Linked DNA regions of Arachis hypogaea: region 1 is linked to region 2. Evidence: chromatin contacts called from public Hi-C data. All regions are on one chromosome and are shown on one strand. Each heading gives the region's core, a stretch centred on a gene start, on an enhancer-like site or on the middle of the called end of the contact. The rest is flanking DNA. Distances are from core to core; before and after follow the strand shown. Region 1 holds the start of LOC112794829 (heparanase-like protein 1). Region 2 holds the start of LOC112796705.

The links. Hi-C and Micro-C count contacts between places; a contact is called where the count stands out from the background.
Region 1: a contact with region 2 is called in a Hi-C map of leaf, with 4 times the contacts expected there. The contact joins the promoter of LOC112794829 here to the promoter of LOC112796705 in region 2. A contact is called at or near these places in 2 of 8 Hi-C or Micro-C datasets (leaf and an unstated tissue).

What each region holds. Positions count from the first base shown.
Region 1 is chr4:39,227,839-39,231,468 of arahy.Tifrunner.gnm2.J5K5, forward strand. It overlaps LOC112794829 (heparanase-like protein 1), which reads left to right and starts at 1,510. Exons shown (of 4, transcript XM_072234400.1): 1 at 1,510-1,523; 2 at 1,640-1,765; 3 at 1,855-1,954; 4 at 2,138-2,413. The coding sequence starts at 1,510. The coding sequence ends at 2,413.
Region 2 is chr4:38,816,560-38,820,367 of arahy.Tifrunner.gnm2.J5K5, forward strand. It overlaps LOC112796705, which reads left to right and starts at 2,213. Exons shown (of 7, transcript XM_025839285.2): 1 at 2,213-3,464; 2 at 3,805-3,808. The coding sequence starts at 2,925. It overlaps LOC112796704 (protein C2-DOMAIN ABA-RELATED 7), which reads left to right and starts at 261. Exons shown (of 3, transcript XM_025839284.3): 1 at 261-690; 2 at 1,090-1,185; 3 at 1,625-2,071. The coding sequence starts at 580. The coding sequence ends at 1,930.

The DNA.
Region 1 (3,630 bases), core at 260-2,759, 410 kb after region 2:
CCCATAATTTTTTATAAATTTAATATTTTGTGTTAATTAATCATATAGGAAACGAGCTATGCTCCGAAGGAGTATCAGCAAGAGTAGATAGTGTTCAATATGTAAAAGATATCACAAAACTAAGGCACATAGTTTAGAGAACTATCATACTCCACCATGAAAGTATACTCACTTGGAATTAGACCACTCCAAGCATTTCACCTTGGTACAGATCGAAACCTTGCTGAAAATTCATGGTGCAACTTCCAAATTGGCTTTTCCTAGAAGTTCTTCAGCCTAACTCCGCCACACACCTTGCATCTCAACGCCAACCAATGCCCGTGTGCAATTGTGGACCCGATTGCCACAACTTATCCTTATCCATGGCAGTGCGGCAATACCATGAGGATACTTCTTGTCTTCTAGAGAACATCATCTTCTCTCATAGAGAGAGCAACCAGAGATCTTTTCCTTCAACGTCTTGTGCAAACCTGATTGTATCAACACATCCTTGACTTGTATTTGCCACAAGCCAAAATTGATTCTTCCATCAAATTTCTCTATTTCAAGCTTCACAGCACTTGAATATCCTGACATTGTTGCAATCGTATACTGGAATAGTATAATTCAACTGTAGACCGTGCACTAGGAAGGGTCCCCAGGAAAGAGAGGTAGGTCACAATAGACACACTTAAATACCAAGTCTTTCCTTAGCCAGAACCTTTCCAAACTGCACTCTCACAGTGTCACACTGCCTTCCAGCAACAACAACAGCAACCAAAGATCAACCTCAAGGCACAGGACAAAATTCTTTTCTGATGTGGAAGGTCAGACTAGGCTGCAACCATGAAGTCTCCCGGGTTGTCGAGAGCTCCTCACAGTTGACCAACAAAGTGGTATCAGAGCCGATGGTTAATCGGTCTAGTGGTTTTAAGGGATATTCAAGGTGAAGCATCGAAAGTCTTCCCGGCAAAGGTGGTTCGGGCGGCGTGTCCCGCGGTGTTTTGCGGTGGTGTGATGGACGAATACTCGTGGTGGTGGAGAAGTTAGAGGGGAGTTGATGCTTGATGTGGAGGCTCACACTTGAGGGGGAGATTGTTAGTGTTGCAAGTGTGAGGAGTGTCGAAGTTAGTCCCACATCAAAGAAAGCAAGAAAGAGTGATGAGTTTATAAGATGAGAGACCCATTTACTTGACACCTTAAGGTTTTGAGTTGGATGTGGTGTCTTCTCATCTTATGTTCTCTCACTTGATTCCTCCACGTTCGGCCCAACATTATTAACGGAGTTACACATCACATTTATAATCTTGGTGCTGGTTTTTGTTGCTTGATTAATTTGTTTAATTCTCATAATATAATTGTATTATAAATTATATTATATAGGTGTTGATAAGGATCTTATTAGCAAGGTTCAAGACCCATATTTTTTGAGCAAAATTGCACAAACTTTTAAGGATGTTTCAACGGCAGTGAAGAAATTCACACCATGAGCTGGAACATGGGTTGGGGAATTTAGTGGAGCTTATAATAATGGAGGCAAAGATGTATCCCATACTTTTGTTAATGGCTTTTGGTACATTTTCTTTTTAATTGAATTTCAGCTCTCTAATTTCTTTTATATATTTTTCCTAATAATTTTTTTAATTCATAATAACTATAGGTATTTGGACCAATTGGGTATGACATCAACCTTCAACCACAAAGTTTATTGTAGACAAGCTTTGATCGGAGGAAATTATGCTTTGCTAAATACCACATCATTCATTCCTAATACAGATTATTATGGGTATGTCACATATATTCATTTATATTTATATAAGTAGTTAAATTAAATGTGATTTTTGAATGAATAACAATTTTATTTTCTTTGAACAGAGCACTTTTGTGGCATCGACTTATGGGAACCAATGTGCTCTCTATTTCTCATGATAGTTCTCCATATCTATGTACATATGCTCATTGTTCTAAAGAAGGGGTAAGCTAGTAATTTTATTTATATATTTATTTATTTATTATTTTAAGATAATTTTTTATAAGTTATAACATATTGTCGATCTAATTATTATTTTAGAGTGGAATCACATTGCTACTAATAAATATGGAGAATTCAACATCCTTTGATGTGTCACTTGTGAATGACATGAATCTTTATCCATAGGAATTGACATCAAAAGAAATAAACACATTGAATTTGATGGATTCATTGAAAAGAAAAGAGTACCATTTGACACCTAAAGATGGAAACATTCAAAGTGATGTTGTGTTTTTGAATGGAACTCCATTAAAACTCACCAAGTCAAAGAAAATTCCAGAGCTTAAACCAAAGATTGTTGATCCTTCTTCTTTTTCTCCGATCAAAGTTGCACCTCATTCAATAGTTTTTGTGCAAATGGATGATTTCAATGCACTTGCATGTGCACCTCCTACAAAATAAATTATTATTAGGGTTCTCTAATGTTTCTTTTTTATTTTTCTTATAGAACTTAGAATTATTAAAACAGATAGAGCATAGGCATATATATTTATTTGACTGGAAATAGTTTATGATTAATTTTTTTTAATTTTTTTTATTTTCAATTAGTTATATATATTTATTTATATATATTTCTTTATTATTGATGATTTTAACAATATTCATATTATTTACATGATTGAAAACCAATTGATTAATAGCCACTATATATTCATATATAACAATTTAAATTCACAATTGAATATAATTTAAATTATTCATAGATAACTTCTTAATATTTGCTTTATAATAAAAAATATGGTATTATAATACTTGTGGTAAATTGTCAGCAAATTTCATTCTTAATAACGTTAACTAAGTTATTAGTAATAGAATTATCTTCTTGAGCTGTTTTAAGTTTTTAACTTTTTTATTGTAATTAAATATTTTTTTCTTCGTAAAGAAAATCTCGATAAGTTAAATACGAAAATTTTATGATTGATGCAAATTTTAATAAAGGTTTACTTCATTTACAAGTTACTGAACAATTGAATGTTTATACTATAGCAATTGGTTGATTTCCTCATTAAATTAGTATAAAATTACTTTTTTCAATTAGCAAATTAAAAAGGAAATTTTGGTACAGGAAATAAAATCCAGAGAAAAAATTGGTGAAATAGAAGGTGTGCTAAAAGACATAATCCAAATACTTGATGGATGACCTGGACACCGAGAGAAGAAGGGGCTCACGGCTTAGCAAACCTACAGCTTAGATAGGAATTGGATGAAATTCCCTCCTGAAGAATGAAAAAAAAAAAGAATTCGAGGATAGATTTCAGAGAGCAAGTCATCTTCTGGGTTTAGGTGCGGCACTGGTCATGGATCCAACTCTGCTTCTGGTTGGGCTGCCCAGCCCCGAAACTGTCCAAAAACAGAAAGAAAAATAAAAAAAAATACCAATTCCACATCCGTTGAACTATCCACTTGTTGGACCTAGATATTTGTGTTTCATAATATTAAATATAATTAAAATAATAGGTTTAGCTATTCAATAAAATTACTAATTAAATTCTTTTTATAAAAAAATATAAAATTTACATTGTTAATACAATAGTTGTATATTGACTATAGTTATATTGATTTGACTGTTGCCAAAAATCATAAACTTCTTGTATTTACCAAAAAGAAGGAATTGTGCA
Region 2 (3,808 bases), core at 963-3,462:
ACCCTTTTAAATTATACATTTTTTTTATTTTTCACAGTGCTCCTAATCGGGTCAAAGAATAATTTATTGTGAATTAGAATTTTATTTAAGAATTTATTATAACATTTGCTTAGTCGAACAAATAAAACTCAGTTGACCTAACGAAACACATGCACCTGAAAATTATTGAGAGATTGAGAGATGAAAAAGCCCGTGATCCATAAGAGCCACATGTTTTTACCAATACGTGTAAATAAAAATTGACAATTATTATTGACCCTGTAACTTGTTTATCTACCACAAGAAAAAGAGAAAAAAAGGACAATTCCTTTTTAGGTGTGGACCAAGTTTGAGGATTGGTTTTTTGTCGTGTGCGTTGTTTTAAGATGCTTGCATTTAACAAAGTTGTAAGTGTTCAGATTCATATATATAATAATAAGTTAATAACACAAACAAATCAAATTGTGCAGGGTGTGCAAGTGTTAGTGTGTTACAGATAAAAAATAAGAGAAATAATAACAAGAATAGCAACTTTTTTATTGTATTCTCCATCGTTTCATTAGCACATAGCAATTCCGAATAGACAAAGGTGGGTTTTCAATGGAGAACATTCTGGGTCTCATCAAATTACGCATCAAAAGAGGCACTAACCTCAAACCTTGTGATAGTGATTCCAGTGACCCTTATGTCCTTGTCACCTTGGAGGAAACGGTTAGAACTTAGAACTTATTAGAACCCTTTTCTCTTTTATTTTTTTTTATTTCTAAAATATTTATTTTTTATGGCTGCATGCACCCCTGAACCTTGAGATCATATATTATCATCATGTGGATGTTGATTCTTGTTATTTATGTTATGTTATTCTAATTTTATCATTTTCTGTTTAAGAAGCCATATGTGGAAATGAGCATCTGGGTCTATTTAATGATGCTTTCTAATTCTATTTTAAGATGTGCATTCATATGATTATTTCTTTTCCTGTTTTCCATATATGTGCCTTTACACTTAATTTTTTTTTAAAAAAAGACATAAATAATATACCTTGTTGGCTTATGATGTTGTTTAAAGTGAGTTTGGTCTGAATATTTTAACTTGTTTTAATTACTGCAGAAACTGAAAACTCGTCATGAGAAAGATAGCTTGAATCCGGAGTGGAATGAAGAATTGACACTCTATATTAAGGATGTTAATATTCCCATTCATCTTGTAAGTATTATAACGATTTTTATCAATGGATTTACCTTTTGTAGAGTGATATATGCTCTTGGAAGCAATGCTAAAAGGGGGTGCTTGTTGTACAAAATGGTTGAATGTAGAAACAGAAACAGGGCAATTGTCTTGAAAAAAATTTGTCAGATTTCTCGTCCAACTAAAAAGAAAAGGCACTGAGTGTAGGAATGTAAAATTTTGCGTTTTGCCCTTAACCTTAAACATTTCTTACAGAGTTAACCAAATCTTAGTTTTTTATTTATTATATTTTATATCAATGGTTCAGATTTAGAACTTATAATTTAAAGTTTAGGGTTTAGAATACAGTTCAGAGAGCATTGCATTCCTTACTTTCTCTAAAACACATTAGCATTTGCCCTTAAATACTTGCCAAAATAACTTTGTTGATGGGTTTGAATTTTGTTGTTCTTTGAAGACGGTTTGTGACAAAGACACTTTCACGAAGGACGACAAGATGGGCGAAGCGGATATCGACTTGAAGCCATATCTTCTGTGTGTGAAGGTGGGATTAAGCGAGCTGCCAGAGGGCCATGTGGTGAAGAGGATTGAACCAAATGACTCTAACTGCCTTGCTGAAGAGAGCAAGATCATATGGACTAATGGGAAAGTAATCCAATATATGACCTTAAAATTGAGAAATGTTAACACTGGTGAGCTTCATGTGGAAATTGAGTGGCTTGATGTTCCTGAATCCAAGGGCTTATCTGGGGTTCCACTTTAGATCTGTTTTCATTTTCATTATCATTCCCTTGCTTTAGTAGTACTTGTGTTATGTATTTATCATGTTGTTATCACAAACTAAGATTTTGTTAACATATAACCCATCTTATTATGGAGTGAGAATTAGGATGAGTTGCTGAAATATCAAGTTTTGTTGGAATTTAACTATTTATGATCATAAGGATAATCTTCAAATATTTATATTCATGTCTTACAACATCTTCTAAGTTTATCCCCTTCCGTATTTCATAGTTTCATGAATTTATCAATTAGGTGATGTACTGTGTACCAGTTTGTATACTAATTTACAGTTCATCTAGGTATCAGAAATCAAAACACCATGGATATACTTTTCACATAATATCAGAAGTCATATATTGTGTTCCATGTAACTATATAACTATACTAGAATTATCTTCGTTCTTATTTAGCTATTACCCAAATTATCATTTTCATTTTGTGATGTCGAATCATTTTTTTTCCCTAAAAAAAAATATATATTTATATATTAACTTTAAATAATCGGTTCTTGAATCCAGGGTTTATGTTCAAACCCCAGTAAAGAGAAGACTTTAGAAGCTGCCAGCAGATATGCTGATAATGAGTAGTTGTTTTGGTTCTTCAACTGACACTAGCCACAAAACATGGTCAATTCTCTTTGATCAAACCCAAACAAGTAATGACAAAGAAAAATATAAATCTCTTACCACGTTTAATTTAGATAGATAAGCAATATGAAAGAATATGCCAGAGGTTCTCATTTTGGCTCTGAAAATATCATAATTGGAATATAGACAAAAAAACCATAAACAAAAATCTTCTTTGGGTGGAGATATTTCTTTTGTTCTTTTTCATTTTTTGCATTTTCGTTCCTAAGATATGGATTTGTAAGGTTATGGTTTAATGCTTCTGAGTTTCCTTATCTTCACAAGACTTCAGTTTCATTCAAACAAAGAAAGAAGAGCGCCAAACAAAATTAAAAGCTACTAAAAACAATGGCTGCTGCTTCTACTTCTCCAAACTTCTCAACACCTTTGCATAATAACATTAACCTCAAAACATTCCCTAAATGTTTGAATACCAAACTTAGCTTCTCATCATTCTATGTGCCATACAACAAGTCCATTATTATTCGAGCAAAATCATTTGGCGCGACGAAATTCGACGAGGTTGTGGTTGATGAAGAGATGGACAAGATTAGGAGGCTTCAGAACGGCTCGGACGTCAGAGGGGTGGCGTTGGAGGGCGAGAAAGGAAGGCCGGTCGACCTTACTCCCCCCGCCGTGGAGGCAATAGTAGAGAGTTTTGGAGAGTGGGTTATACGTGGTTTGGAGAGTGAAAAAAGACACCCTGTGGAGAATGTGAGGGTCTCACTAGGCCGTGATCCTCGAATCTCCGGCACTAAGCTCAGCACGGCGGTGTTTGCTGGCCTTGCTCGCGCCGGTTGCATGGTCTATGACATGGGACTAGCCACAACACCGGCTTGTTTCATGAGTACATTGTTGCCACCATTTATGTATGATGCCTCAATAATGGTATGCCACATATAATTTTGTTGATTCTTCTTGCTACCATTTCTTTGCTGATTCTTGATTAATTATCAATCTATATCTATATATAAATTGTATTACAATATATTTCTATCAATATAAAAGGTTGAAAATAGAATATATCAGTGAACAAAGTATTATATTGCTTGCTATGTTAACATGAATAAGAATTTAATTTTGATACACTGTTTGTTAGTGTAAAATAGTTTATATTAACAAAAATAATTATATATTAAAAGAACAAATATGATTAAACGATTGTATAAAATATTTTATATTTTCAGTCCATCAAAATTAAAATTATGGGTATAATTTTTTTCCACAGATGA